3 separate regions of the Mus musculus genome follow, and regions 1 and 2 are each linked to region 3. The links are chromatin contacts, called in public Hi-C maps. All regions are on one chromosome and are shown on one strand. The core of a region is the stretch at or near the end of the contact, and the rest is flanking DNA. Distances in the headings are between cores, read along the strand shown.

Region 1 (4,140 bases), core at 1,526-4,025, 44 kb after region 3:
TGGTTTTTTTTCGAGACAGGGTTTCTCTGTGTAGCCCTGGCTGTCCTGGAACTCACTCTGTAGACCAGGCTGGCCTCGAACTCAGAAATTCACCTACCTCTGCCTCCAGAGTGCTGGGATTAAAGACGTGCGCCACCACTGCTTGGCTATAAAGCATTTTTGAATGAATATTTCAACACTGTCTAGAAGTCATTCCTGCTGACTAGATCAGTGTGTATTCACATGAATTCCATCTGTGCTCCCCATAAAGTGGGAAAAAATGCTAAAAATATCAGTTACTGTCTAAAATTATTAAATTTGCCAATAATCATTCTGTAAAAGCATCTCACTATACATAGTCTATATTAACCTGATTTTCAAATTCATATGTTTTATAAAAAAATTGAAGTTTAAAACGTAAAAGTACCCAATTTGTACTTTTCATACTATATTATATATATATATATTTACATATATATGTATATATATACATACATATATGTATTACATTACAATAAGTATTTTGGATGAGCAATGATAACTGCATCAACTTAAAATTCTTACTCATGGAACAACTTACTCTATTATAAGCTACCAAATGATATTTGACAATAGTAGATTTAATCTCTTATTCTTTCTCTTGTTTTCAAAGGAAACTAGGCTTACTGTCCCTAACGTCACCTTTAAGGTCTCCATGATTTGAATGTCGCCTGCTCAGGGTCTTCCTTTAGCGAATATTCTGTTCTGCAGAGACACCATCAGCCCCCAAGTTCTCATATATTTTTGACATTGTCTTTTCCAAGGTATCAGTTTTGTTAATGCCTAGCTATTAAAACCCGAGCCATTTTAAAAATAGAAGCAGAACAATGAAGGCTTGGTCCTCATACCTTGCTCAGTTTACTTCTTTATACAATCAGGGGCTTCCTGTCTAGGGATGGCACCACTCATATTGGGCTGGGCCTTCCCACATAAATAAGTGATTAGGAAAATACCTCGTGGACTTTTCTACATGCTAACATGATGGAGATATTTTCTCAAGTGAGGTTTGCTCTTCTTAGACCCTCGTTTGTGTAAAGTTGGCAAACCAACCAAACAAACAAACAAAAGAACCAGCCAGCACAGTAGTAGTTTAAGATATCATCTTACCATGCACCCCCAGATGAACTCAGACCATCTTCCTTCCTTGTTCCCAGAGTACTGGATGATAAATGTGTATGATGCTTCATTGTTTGCATAATAATGATTCTGCTGAATCATCGCAAGTTTTTCCTTTGTTAATATTAACGTTGAAAGATAGGAGTGCATGTCCTCATTTCTGGGAATGGTACAGCTGTGGTCTAGGTTCCAAAGCATCCTATTAGAAGACCTTATCTAGACTGAGAATGATGTACAGAGTATTATGGTGAGGAAACAGAGCTGTGAGGAGCCGCTGTAGGTAGAACTGGGAAGAGTTTCCTCCTCTCAAATACAGGAAACAAATGTTCATATCCTCAGTCAGGTATGCAGCGCAAAATGTCACCCCCGTATCATATCGGCATCCCCTCTTCTTTATAGACTTTTCATTTAGGCTAATGAATCTTTTTCTTTTTTCTTTTCTTTTTCTTTTTTTTTAAAGCAACACCTATACTTGTCTGGTCCATGGAAGAATGAGTGAAAAAGATGCTATCACCATTTTGGGTAAATTCTACAGTTTAAGGTGAGGAATATGTAAGTTGCTGGCCAATGCCTTTGAGTCAGTGAAAGTCACAATCTCATACTTTTGTGGGCATTGTATGAATACGTGGGCGCACTCTATTCAGGGATGAGTGTCTCACTACCTGTCCCTTTCATTAAATCCGAGAGAATGACAGAATTGGCCTCATTAAATCACCCCCTTCAAGATGGACGTCACGTTTAGGCAAGTGTGCACCCGAAAATGCTGTGCCTTTAAATGGCTTCTTTGGAGAATGAGTAATTATGTGTCACTGTTTTGGTCAGAAAGATAATTTTGCTTTCCAATTCTAGGTAGAACTCGAAGATACTGATTTATATCAGTTTATTAAACTCTACAGAAGGAAACGTACCTTGCATTTTCAAAGGAGGATATTTTCTGTCTTCAAATGAGACGTCATGATTCCCTGAACTTAAACTTACAGCTGCATACAAGCTTATCAGGAATTTGACTTTAATTTCTTTTTTTTTTCCTTCTTATATTTTCTCAAGTATTTTCACATATACTTTCACTAATGTTTCCTTAAAGGCTTCAAAAGACTAAGTACAGAACAGTATATATAATCAGTCAGCTTACTTCCCTAGAACTAAAGTTCTCTCAACTAGATTCCTAAATACAGGAAGGTGGGGGATGGACAGAAGTGCGGGGTGGGGGTGTTTTGCCTTTATGTCTTTAAAAATTTGTAATTAATATTTTAGTTAGCATGTAAAGTAGCAAGCTTCACTTTGACAGATTCATTCATTTATAGCATTGCTTTTGGCTCAATTGTTTGTTGTTGGTTTGGTTTGGTTTTGATTTTTTTTTCTGAGACAGGATTTCTCTGTGTAGCCCTGGCTGTCTTGGAACTCACTTTGTAGACCAGGTTGCCCTCGAACTCAGAAATCTGCCTGCCTCTGCCTCCCAAGTGCTGGGACTAAAGGTGTGTGCCACCGCTGCCTGGCAGCTCAATTGTTTTTAAACTGATACTTGCCTAAAGGTAATGTTTTCAAATTATGACTCCAAGTGAAATGCGAAGATGGATTCTCATGCATTGTGCACTAAGCTGGTCCTTCCTGATGGGAAAGAGAAAGCAGGAGGATTGCTGTAACTTGAAGGACAGCCTGACCTACATAGCAATCTCATGGCCAAACCAGGGCTACCCTGTTTCATAAATAGTCAAAACAAAACAAAACTTTTTTTTTAAGAGAGACACAGTGTTTTTAAAAAATGAAAGAAAACTGTTTTCCTCAAATTTCAAATGAAATTTTAAGCATCTTAAGTAAACAGCAGACAAGCCAAATCTTCATGAAATAATGTTTATAAATTAGCATCATCCGAAATTTGAATGGGTTTTTAAAAAACAACTTCTTATTAAACAAGGAAGAGCGAAACAAAGTATCAAAGAATCCAGTAGACAGTAAACTGTCCCCTGATACCCAGGGGCGTGTTGATCAGCTTACATACCGTGGACGCTTGGGATGGTCCAGTGGCTCGCTGTGAGGCTATTCCCTTTTGTCATTTCTGACAAAGAATAAATTGGACAGACAGTACCATCAATATCACTACTAAAAACTTCCCCTATCAGCTACCAGATCTCGTTGCTCCCGCTGCCGCAGCAATTTACCTTGTCTGCCTCATTACTTTATTTGGGAAATGACATATGCTGTTTAACCTTTGGAGAAAGGGACTATGTCATTTTCAATTCTTTGATAGCTAAAAGGGAGATGCTTGGCATGTGATAAATAAACTTGGAACTTGAGAAAGATGATGAGCAGGTTAGAATAAAGATGGATATTTTCGGCTGTAAGAGGAAATCCCAAGCCACTGAAAACAGATCTGTTTTCTGATAGGTTGTTTCTCCGCTGCCTATGAAATGAGCCAGTTCAAACCACTTTAGATTATATTAATGGCAGGTTTATTGGTAGCCGAGTTCCTTGGCCCCAAGGACCAAGGCCTTGGGGAAAGGAAGGGGAAGATAGGGGAGGGAGACAGATGGGAGGGGGAGGGAGGGAGAGAGAGGGGGGGGGAGGGAGGGAGGGAGGGAGGGAGGGGGAGAGAGACTGACTCAGAGAGAGATTAGTCTGGATTACACAGGGAAGAGCTTTCTAGGGGGAAGGCAGCCCAGCGGCTGGGTTGGAAAATTTAGGGTTGGAGGCAGGATTTGCTGTGTAAGGACTGAGGAATGCTGAAAGAATCTGGAGGGCAGAGGATTCTGACTTTGGTATGTAAAATATGCATAGTAAGGAGTCTGAAACCAAACATTTACTTAATTCAGTTCTGATCTTAAGGCATCCTTTAAAAATGTGGACCAAAAAGGGAGATTTAAATACAGCTCCAGAAAGGGGGGAGTAGAGAGCTGCTTGACTCTAAGTGGATTATTACCCTAAAGACAAGGCACAAATCAAGCCTCGTGACTTTGCGGGTTGCTGTCTTAACCTTGTTACTGCTCCATAGCCTTATGCAAATTATGA
Region 2 (3,880 bases), core at 1,107-3,606, 38 kb before region 3:
ACTTCATTCTTCCTAGGTACTAAAGGTTCCTGAACATTGAAGAGACATAGTAAGGTGAGAGAAGGAGAAATTATCTACAGTCCACAGAAAATAGAATACAAGTTGCTATATTAGCTGGAAATTTTTAAGAGCTATTTGTGCATAAAAAGCCACCTTCCAATTATATATGTAAAACCCGGGCGGGACTCAAGAGCCAGTAACTACTGCATGGGACAACTTATCAGAACTACTTTCCTGATTTGCTCTTCTCTTAGGCATTATCCTTTTCTTGTTCATCGTTTTAGGGTTCATCAGAGCCACAAATTAAAGTGTTATTACTTGCATACATTACTCTCAAGTTGACTTGGATGATGAGCTGGAGCGCCTCCTGCCATTATCATTGCCAGAAATAAAGGTCAAATTTCTTCCTCCACCCATCCCCAGAGAGGTAATGCAAAATAGAGCTGCTCACAGTCAGCTAGGCAAATGTATTCCTGCTGGTTCCCAATGGTTCTTGACCATGGATTGCCAGATGTTTGAAAATATGTACAAAGAGATTGCCCCATTTTGCTTTTTTTTTTTCTTTAACCTTGGAAATGTAACTATAGAGTAAGTCTGGTAAATAACTCCAGTTTGGGCCAATAAAATAATAACTTGCCTTCTGGACAAATATCCACTTTAAAAATGACTACCGGCTTGGCAATTGAAACTATGCAAATTTTAAATTCTTTTTTGTGTTTTCCATACCTTTGAAGTGCTAGCAAAAACAGTGTCCTATGCAAGTCATCATTCGATTCGTAACCATTAGCAGAAATGTCAATGATTCGTGACAATAACTTTTGGGTTTTCTCAATAAAATCACAGAAGATAGATATTCAGCATATATCTGAGATTAGCAAACAAGAAAGAAAAAAGAAAAAATATCTCTCTAGGAGCAGAAGTGATAAATTCAAGTAGCTTTGGATTTAGCTTTTGTAGAATATTATGACATATAAAAGTATACATGCCACATGTGAGATTTATAATGCCATTTCTCAATAGAATCTTACATCGAATCCAACTCGGGATGAAAATGATTGTTTTGTTGGGATTTATTTTTCCAGTTGTTTCTTGCAAAAAAATGTTTTTTTGTGTGGAATCCATTAACTTTACCTCCTTTCTGGCACATTAGACAAGAGATACTTTTTTTGCTTGTTTTTTTTTCTTCCACACCTCCTTTCTTTTCTCCAACTTGATCTAACAGTCAAGTTAATTAACAGTCTAATTTTTCTTGTTCTATATTATGATGGCTATTCACGGATGTCAACTTGACCATATCTGGAATTAGCTAAAACCCAAGCAGCTGGTGCAACAGTGTGGAATTTTCTTAATCATTTGAAATGGAAAGATCCACCTTAAATTTGGGTCACACTCTTAGGCTGCAGTCTAAATAAAGAACATAGAAAAATTCATACCATGCATGTCTTTTTGGGTCTGAATTACCTCACTAATGATGATATCTTCTACTTCCATTGATTTGTCTGCAAAATTCAGGATGTCCTCATTCTTAATAGCTGAGTAGTATCCCATTGTGTAAATAAACCACATTTTTTGTATTCATTCTTCTGTTGTGGGACATCTGGGTTGTTTCCAGATTCTGACTATTACAAGCAAGGCCATTATGAACATAGTGGAAACTGTGCCCCTGTGGCATGGTGGGGTATCTTTTGGGTATATTCCCAAGAGTGATATAGCTGGATCCTCAAGTAGATCTACTTCCAATTTTCTGAGGAATCTCCAGATTGATTTCCAGAGTGGTTGTACCAGTTTGCACTCCCACCAGAAATGGAGGAGTGTTTCTTGTTCTCCACACCCTCATTAACAAGTGCTCTCAAACCAACAGTAGAGACTGAATAAGTTAAGGACAGGACAAGACCCAGACATAAGAGTAGATGGAAAGATGGACAATATACCTAGAATGATGGGCAGGCAAACTTTAATTGGACTAGGCTGATTTCACACCAGGGATGGGGCTGAAGAGGAGCACATGGCTAATCAGGAGTTCTTTGCCTTGGAGTAGAAAACCACACTCACTTGTGGTTAGATGATAGATCACGTGTCCCTTTGATATCTCAGTGTTAGACTCTCTTCTTTATGAGGTCCAAGGGAAGCAGTTGCAATTTTCTGGATCTGGTGTGTCTGATAAGTTATTAGGCCTGCTTTTCCTGGTGTTCTTTTAATACTTCTCCATTCTCACAAGTCTCAACTTACTTAATAAATTTATAGGGAACCAACATTTCTACTTTTGCTTTTTTTAATCCGTCAGTCTATGGCTTATCAGTGGAACTGGACAAATGATAAGGTTTAGATGTCTAAGGAGGTTCAAAGTCCACCTCATTTTCAAAATGAAATAAAATGCTGCTCATAAAATAGAGATTATCCAGTCACAATATCTGAGAAATCAAACTTACACAGTGTGGAGTAGCTTAGAGCAGTACACAGCATGATCCCAGCATAAGTTTACAGAAAGAAGAAGAAGAGCCGTGGTCATATATGTCCTTTGAAATAATTTCCCCATATCCTGTGTGTTATTTTATTCTCCTTAATATCTCTGATGATGTGAAAATTTTCAAGTTGGATGAATTCAAGTTAGGATAGCCTGAAATTTGCCCAACCACTATTCATAAATTAAAATACTAACAACCAATATTATTGGATGTGACAACATTTGTAGACAAGGTTTTTACAGAGATAATTGGCTTACAATGACGCTATTGAAATGGCCCTATGTCTGGCATTCTTCTGGAAAAAGAAATACCAACAGCCACGCCAACAGAGGAAAGGATATACAAAGATACTATTAGATGACCACCAGCTAGCAACATGCCAGAGAGAAATGTGGGGAACAAAGCCTTCCGCAGCAGACCTTCGGGAGGAGTACTACTTTAAGTACTGCCACTTCTAGTATCAGGGGCTCTGGAAAAAATTAATTTCTGATATTCATGTGATTTCATCAATGGTACTAAAGTAATACATCAAATAACCCATTTTCCTTCTTTCATGCATTGGTGGTTGAAGCTAAATATTATCCAGCAATCCAAAGGCAGAGTTCACACAGTTATTTTGCCTTGTTTTGATTTGTCACCCATGGTATTACTTTTTTTTTTTATAAGGTTAATATATATTTCACAGGAAATGGAGCTACAAAGTTAAAGACAATGCATTTCGTTTTGTGTTTATGTCTTTGCCAAATATTTGCCAAATACTCTATCCAAAGATTATAATGATTTAGTATACTACCAGTAGTTTAAGGTCTTTGTTTCCTCGCACACAAGTCAGTATGGGAAATTATTCCAAGATAATATTCATGGTCATACTCAGAGAGAAAAGGTCATTTTTAAAATAGGAATGAATGTAAAACTGTTGATCTTTATATGCATGTCCTTGGGATGTGCGTGTCTGTGAATGATGGATGCTTTAATGCATGTGTACACATATGTGCAGATCCATTTTGCATGTGGATGTGGATATTGAGGTTCCATGTTGACAAAGCAACTGTTCTCGACCACTCTCCACTTTATTTGTTTGTTTATTATATGCTCAGCCATATGGGCCAACCTAGCTAGCCAGCTTTCTCTTGCTAGCTTCTCTTCCCTTCAAGACACTGGAAATACAAGTAATTTGCCACCTATACCCAGCAGTTATATGAGAGGTAAGGTTCCACACCTTGGTCTCCATATACATGCGGCATGTACTTTATTCATTGCACCAATGCCCTAACCTAAATTTAACACTTTTTGAAAAATACTTATGTACTTTTAAAAATCTTTATAGTGAAGCAGGTGTTTATATCTATTTTTTAGAGCATTACAATTTTTGTGTGGTAATTATTTTCCTTTCCACAATTTATAAAGTATGACAG
Region 3 (4,195 bases), core at 863-3,362:
CTCATTTATTTTTTAGAAAAATAAATGAAATCTCCAGTATATTTCAATTCATATTAAGACAATTTAGTGATACAAATAGAAGACAAAATGGGAGTTAGACTACAGATTTTCAAAACAATACTGTTTAGTCAGAGTAAATAGAATTATCATTATTTGAATTTCTATGAACATAAAAGCACATATACTTTGAAATAATTTTTATTGAACTGTACTAAATGTATTAGATAAATACAAGACAGTTTCCAACTCCCACAGTATAAGATTAAGAAAAACAATCTCCTATTTGTTTTGTCAAATTAAGGGAACAAAGATTTTTCAATGACCTGGCATGAACAAATTATACATCGATAATGACAAAGGACAGTTGTCTGTTAATAAGAACTTTTGTTTGGCAATAAATGTGTTAGCACCAGCAAATGTCAAAGCATGCTAGACATGAAGCTAGACAGTCAGACCCAAACCAAGACCTGCAGAAAAAAGTCTAAACTTCACAAATGTCTCTGAATTTGTACTAGACCTGGAAAGTAGAGTTTTACACTTAGTTTGAAGAGGAAAGAGTTTAAAGCAAAGATGCTTGAAGTCCTAACTATATTTTCTTTATCTAACTAGGCAGTCTGTACCACTGTATACATCATGCAAGCACCATGTGAAAATTCTTATACGTATTGCTATGTGTCTCACTACAAAACTATGTGATGACACCTATTCCTGAAATGTCAAGAAAACAGATCCCAATACAAGATTCGCATAGGCATCTACTGTAGGAGGCAGTCTGATTCAGTAACATGTACTCTTAAACATTACATGGTTTATTGTATGTCCAGATCCCACAATGTGTCAATACGTTAATTTTTTGAATCTAGAACATCTAGATTATACAAAAGTCCAATTTTTTTAAAGTTCTGTCTTTTTTTAAATTAAAAAAAAAGAACTCTGGGCAGAAAAAAATTAAGTAGCATAAGCTAAATGATTTGTATCTGCCAATTTGTGAGATCTAAATTAATTAAATAGACAACTAGAAAATACAGTTGTTTACAAATAGTTTGCACTCTAAATCAATCAGTGTAAGGTAATTCTGTACTGAGGAAAATATGATCATCTTATGCTTTTCTCTAATCTGGAAATCTTGCATAAGAAAGCTATAAAGGAGGATTTGAGTTTTTCCTTAGCCACAGTTCTTTCTGATAAATTGCAAAAGTAGAGCAGTTGCAGAGGAGGATCAAATAATGAACAAGAAAGAAAAAAGTAAAGAAAGAATACAGTGATTTCCTTATGTTTGAATTCACAACTAATCTTTTTAGGAATAGCTAGCTAGCATCTTCTGATCCATTGTGGTTAGTAGTGTGTTTTATCAGTGACAGAATAAGGACTTGCTTGAGTCAAATGAGAAAAGTTGTTAGGAGCTGGCTGCAGAGGATTTGGTGGGACGGTTCCAGTTCTCACAGTGAAAGCAGTGTAACTTTAGGAAAGTCTTCCCCCTCCTCTTTGCCTCCCCCAAACTAAGCGCACATCATTTTTATCTTGTAGCACATTTGGAGACGTATATAATCATTTCTTTACAGTCACGCTGACTTAATGGTCTTATAAGTGAGATAAATGCCTTAGGTTTATTTGATCAATATATTTGAATTATGCCTTTAGTGTCAGGATTCTAGTTGTTTTCATTCAAAGAAAGCCTCAAAGATAAACTATAGGGCAATTTGTTTCCTTGCATCATCTAGTGGATTTAAATGACAACTGCGGCAGTACTGTAAATTACTGCAAGCCAATCCTGTACGTCAAATTTTCAGTCGTATGTGGATAAACATGCCTGAAATCATTATTCGATTGATTACACAACTGGACAAGTAATTATTATTCCTCCTTTTACGTAAGAAATCATTGAAACACAGGTGAACGCATTAGTGAACGTTTAAAGCCCTAAACAAAATACCATAGCATCGTCGATAACATTTTATGAACCGGGAGAGAGAAAAAGACACAGGCAGGAATGCCAGTTGTCGCCACTGGCTCGCACAGACCAACAGTGCTCCCAGGCCAGCGAACTGCGCCAGAGCCCGAGCCCAAGCCCAGCCTCCGCGCGGAGCCAGTGCGCAGGCGCAGCACCGGGCGGAAGTGGGGGGGCGGGCCCAGACTGTCAGCGAGAGGAAGAGGCCCGAACGGCTGGGTGAGGCGCCGAGACGGTTTTCGCGGCGAGCCGGGCTCGGGTGCAGCTCAGAATCCCGAACTTGGGTGATCGTCGCAGCCGAGCGAGCGTTGGGGCTCCGGAGCGGCGGTTGCTGTCGCCGCGGACGCCGCCGTCGTCGCCGTTGCCGTCCCGGAGGACGAGGCCCGGAGAGGCCTTGCAGGCCTAGCGGAGCCCGAGTGTGCCGTGAGTAAAGCCAGCGCCCTCCGCACGGTCGCTTGCCGGTTAAGATGGAGGAGATTTCGTTGGCCAACCTGGATACTAACAAGCTGGAGGCCATCGCCCAGGAGATCTATGTAGACCTGATAGAGGATTCCTGCCTGGGCTTCTGCTTTGAGGTGCACCGGGCGGTCAAGTGTGGCTACTTCTACCTGGAGTTTGCAGACACTGGGAGCGTGAAGGATTTCGGCATCCAGCCAGTGGAGGACAAAGGCGCGTGCCGCCTCCCGCTCTGCTCCCTTCCTGGGGATCCCGGGGACGGGCCCCAGACGGAGCTGCAGCGTTCACCTCCGGAATTCCAGTAGTCACCACCTGAGAGAGGGCGACACAGTGACCAGGACAATAATAGAGACTGGTCCCCGTGGCTTTGGAGGAATAAGCTAAGTTGGAGAGAAAAAAAATTAAATCAACAAATAAAGGAAAAGCAAACAAAAGTCCCATTTACCCCCCTTCAAGATCTTAGCATTAAAATACAAAAAAAAAAAAAACCGAGAAGGCGTAAAACGAACAAAACACCCAAAGAGGAGAATTTAGGAATCCCGGTCCATTTGAAAGGGTCTCCCATGCCAGCTCTGAAATCCTGGGCAGAAGAAGGTCCAGAGGCGTCGTGCTGTATTTTGAGCTGTATAAAATACATGTGGATGTGCAAGGACCCTGAACTGTCCTCGGTACACAGGTGAGCAGCTGTGTACCCAGCCTATACAATTCTATTTGTTTCTCAGATTCTGCATCTGCCTGATGTCATGGGCCTCCTTCGAAGTTTTAGATGGTGTTGATGGTCAGGCCCTGATCAGTCAGCTTCGGTGGACTGCTCCTCTGATTTCTAAGCCTCCAATTGGGCCTCTTTGATACAAATAGAAGTCAGGTATGTGACTTAAATACTAAAAATATTAATATTCCCGTTTGAATTCGATGGGAAGCCCTTGTGCCCTTGTCTTCAAGAAGTTCCAAATCACCTGTTTTCCAAAGGTCCAGCATTTTGTGGGGACAAGGCCTTGCCTTTGGCTCATCAGAAGACCTGTCTTTCCATCCTACTGAGTGGCAAAGGTTTGGCAAAGGACAAGGTGGTTTTCAAACAGCTGAAGATTTTCTTTTGATGCTATGAGGATGAAGTGTACCTCCGCGACTGCACATCATGTCCAACTGGAAGACTCATGTCTTGAATTACATACTGCGGACATAAGTTTGGTGGGACGGTTTTTTCCTACTTTTGAGTTACTGGTGATGTAACCAGCCCATGGGTCTGACTTGATCATTATGACAGGTCGCTGCCCTCCAGTGGTACCACTGACCTACAGAAGGACATCATGGCAGAGCAGGAGGCTGTTTAAAAATTGAGCCAGGAGGGAACTTTTTTCCATCTGCCTTCAATAATGTGAATGAGTTTAATGCTAAGAGCCCTGAAACAGGCCTGGTTTACCTGGTATGGTTGCAGAATTCCTTCATCAACTGGGCAGTCAGACCTCTGCTGTGCTGATTGAGACTGTCTCCACCTTCTCTGCCCTCACAAACAGCAGTTCATCACTTGGTCCTCAGAACCTCCTTCCAGCAGGGGCTGTATATTTCTTGATGGAAAGTTGGAGGCAGGGTTAGAAGTAAAGGGGAAGTGAGTGGCATATCAAAACTGGTCTGTTTCAGTCCCTAAAATGGGGGGTTATGGAGGGTGGGAGTCCTGAGGTGAGCAGAAAAGAAAGGTGCTGCTTTATTTGAAATGTTTTCTTACCTCATTCTGTGCCCCAGTAAAGGGTCCAGCCTCATCTGTCTGGCTTGGCCATGTTCCTGTCACTGCTC

Evidence for each region. A called contact is a pair of places that touch in the nucleus more often than the background predicts.
Region 1: a Hi-C map of adipose-derived mesenchymal stem cells shows a contact between it and region 3, with 1.6 times the contacts expected there. The contact joins the enhancer-like site here to the promoter of Atxn7l3b in region 3. A contact is called at or near these places in 1 of 15 datasets of contacts at CTCF or cohesin (the NIH/3T3 cell line), 5 of 484 Hi-C or Micro-C datasets (the HL-1 cell line, adipose-derived mesenchymal stem cells, embryonic stem cells and 1 more), 7 of 115 datasets of contacts at active chromatin or transcription factors (the SCID.adh cell line, embryonic stem cells, extraembryonic endoderm stem cells and 2 more) and 1 of 9 other capture datasets (adipose tissue).
Region 2: a contact with region 3 is called in a Hi-C map of the G1E-ER4 cell line, with 1.7 times the contacts expected there. The contact joins the enhancer-like site here to the promoter of Atxn7l3b in region 3. A contact is called at or near these places in 1 of 39 promoter capture datasets (macrophages), 1 of 15 datasets of contacts at CTCF or cohesin (the NIH/3T3 cell line), 6 of 484 Hi-C or Micro-C datasets (the G1E-ER4 cell line, granulosa cells, liver and 1 more), 4 of 115 datasets of contacts at active chromatin or transcription factors (embryonic stem cells, intestinal crypt epithelium and intestinal villus epithelium) and 1 of 9 other capture datasets (pancreatic islet).

The regions. Positions count from the first base shown.
Region 1 is chr10:112,883,271-112,887,410 of GRCm38.p6, reverse strand. No RefSeq gene overlaps it. Among named protein-coding and RNA genes, the nearest start is that of Atxn7l3b, 44 kb to the left of the region's middle. Within about 2 kb of position 2,775, at least 63 of the 459 cell types and tissues checked have an H3K27ac peak or open chromatin away from gene starts, as enhancers often do. A contact at or near this core is called in the HL-1 cell line, the NIH/3T3 cell line, adipose-derived mesenchymal stem cells and 1 more, where this site is marked.
Region 2 is chr10:112,965,992-112,969,871 of GRCm38.p6, reverse strand. No RefSeq gene overlaps it. Among named protein-coding and RNA genes, the nearest start is that of Gm22507, 37 kb to the right of the region's middle. Within about 2 kb of position 2,356, at least 6 of the 459 cell types and tissues checked have an H3K27ac peak or open chromatin away from gene starts, as enhancers often do. A contact at or near this core is called in the G1E-ER4 cell line and intestinal villus epithelium, where this site is marked.
Region 3 is chr10:112,926,943-112,931,137 of GRCm38.p6, reverse strand. It overlaps Atxn7l3b (ataxin 7-like 3B), which reads left to right and starts at 2,112. Exons shown (of 1, transcript NM_001033474.2): 1 at 2,112-4,195. The coding sequence starts at 2,416. The coding sequence ends at 2,709.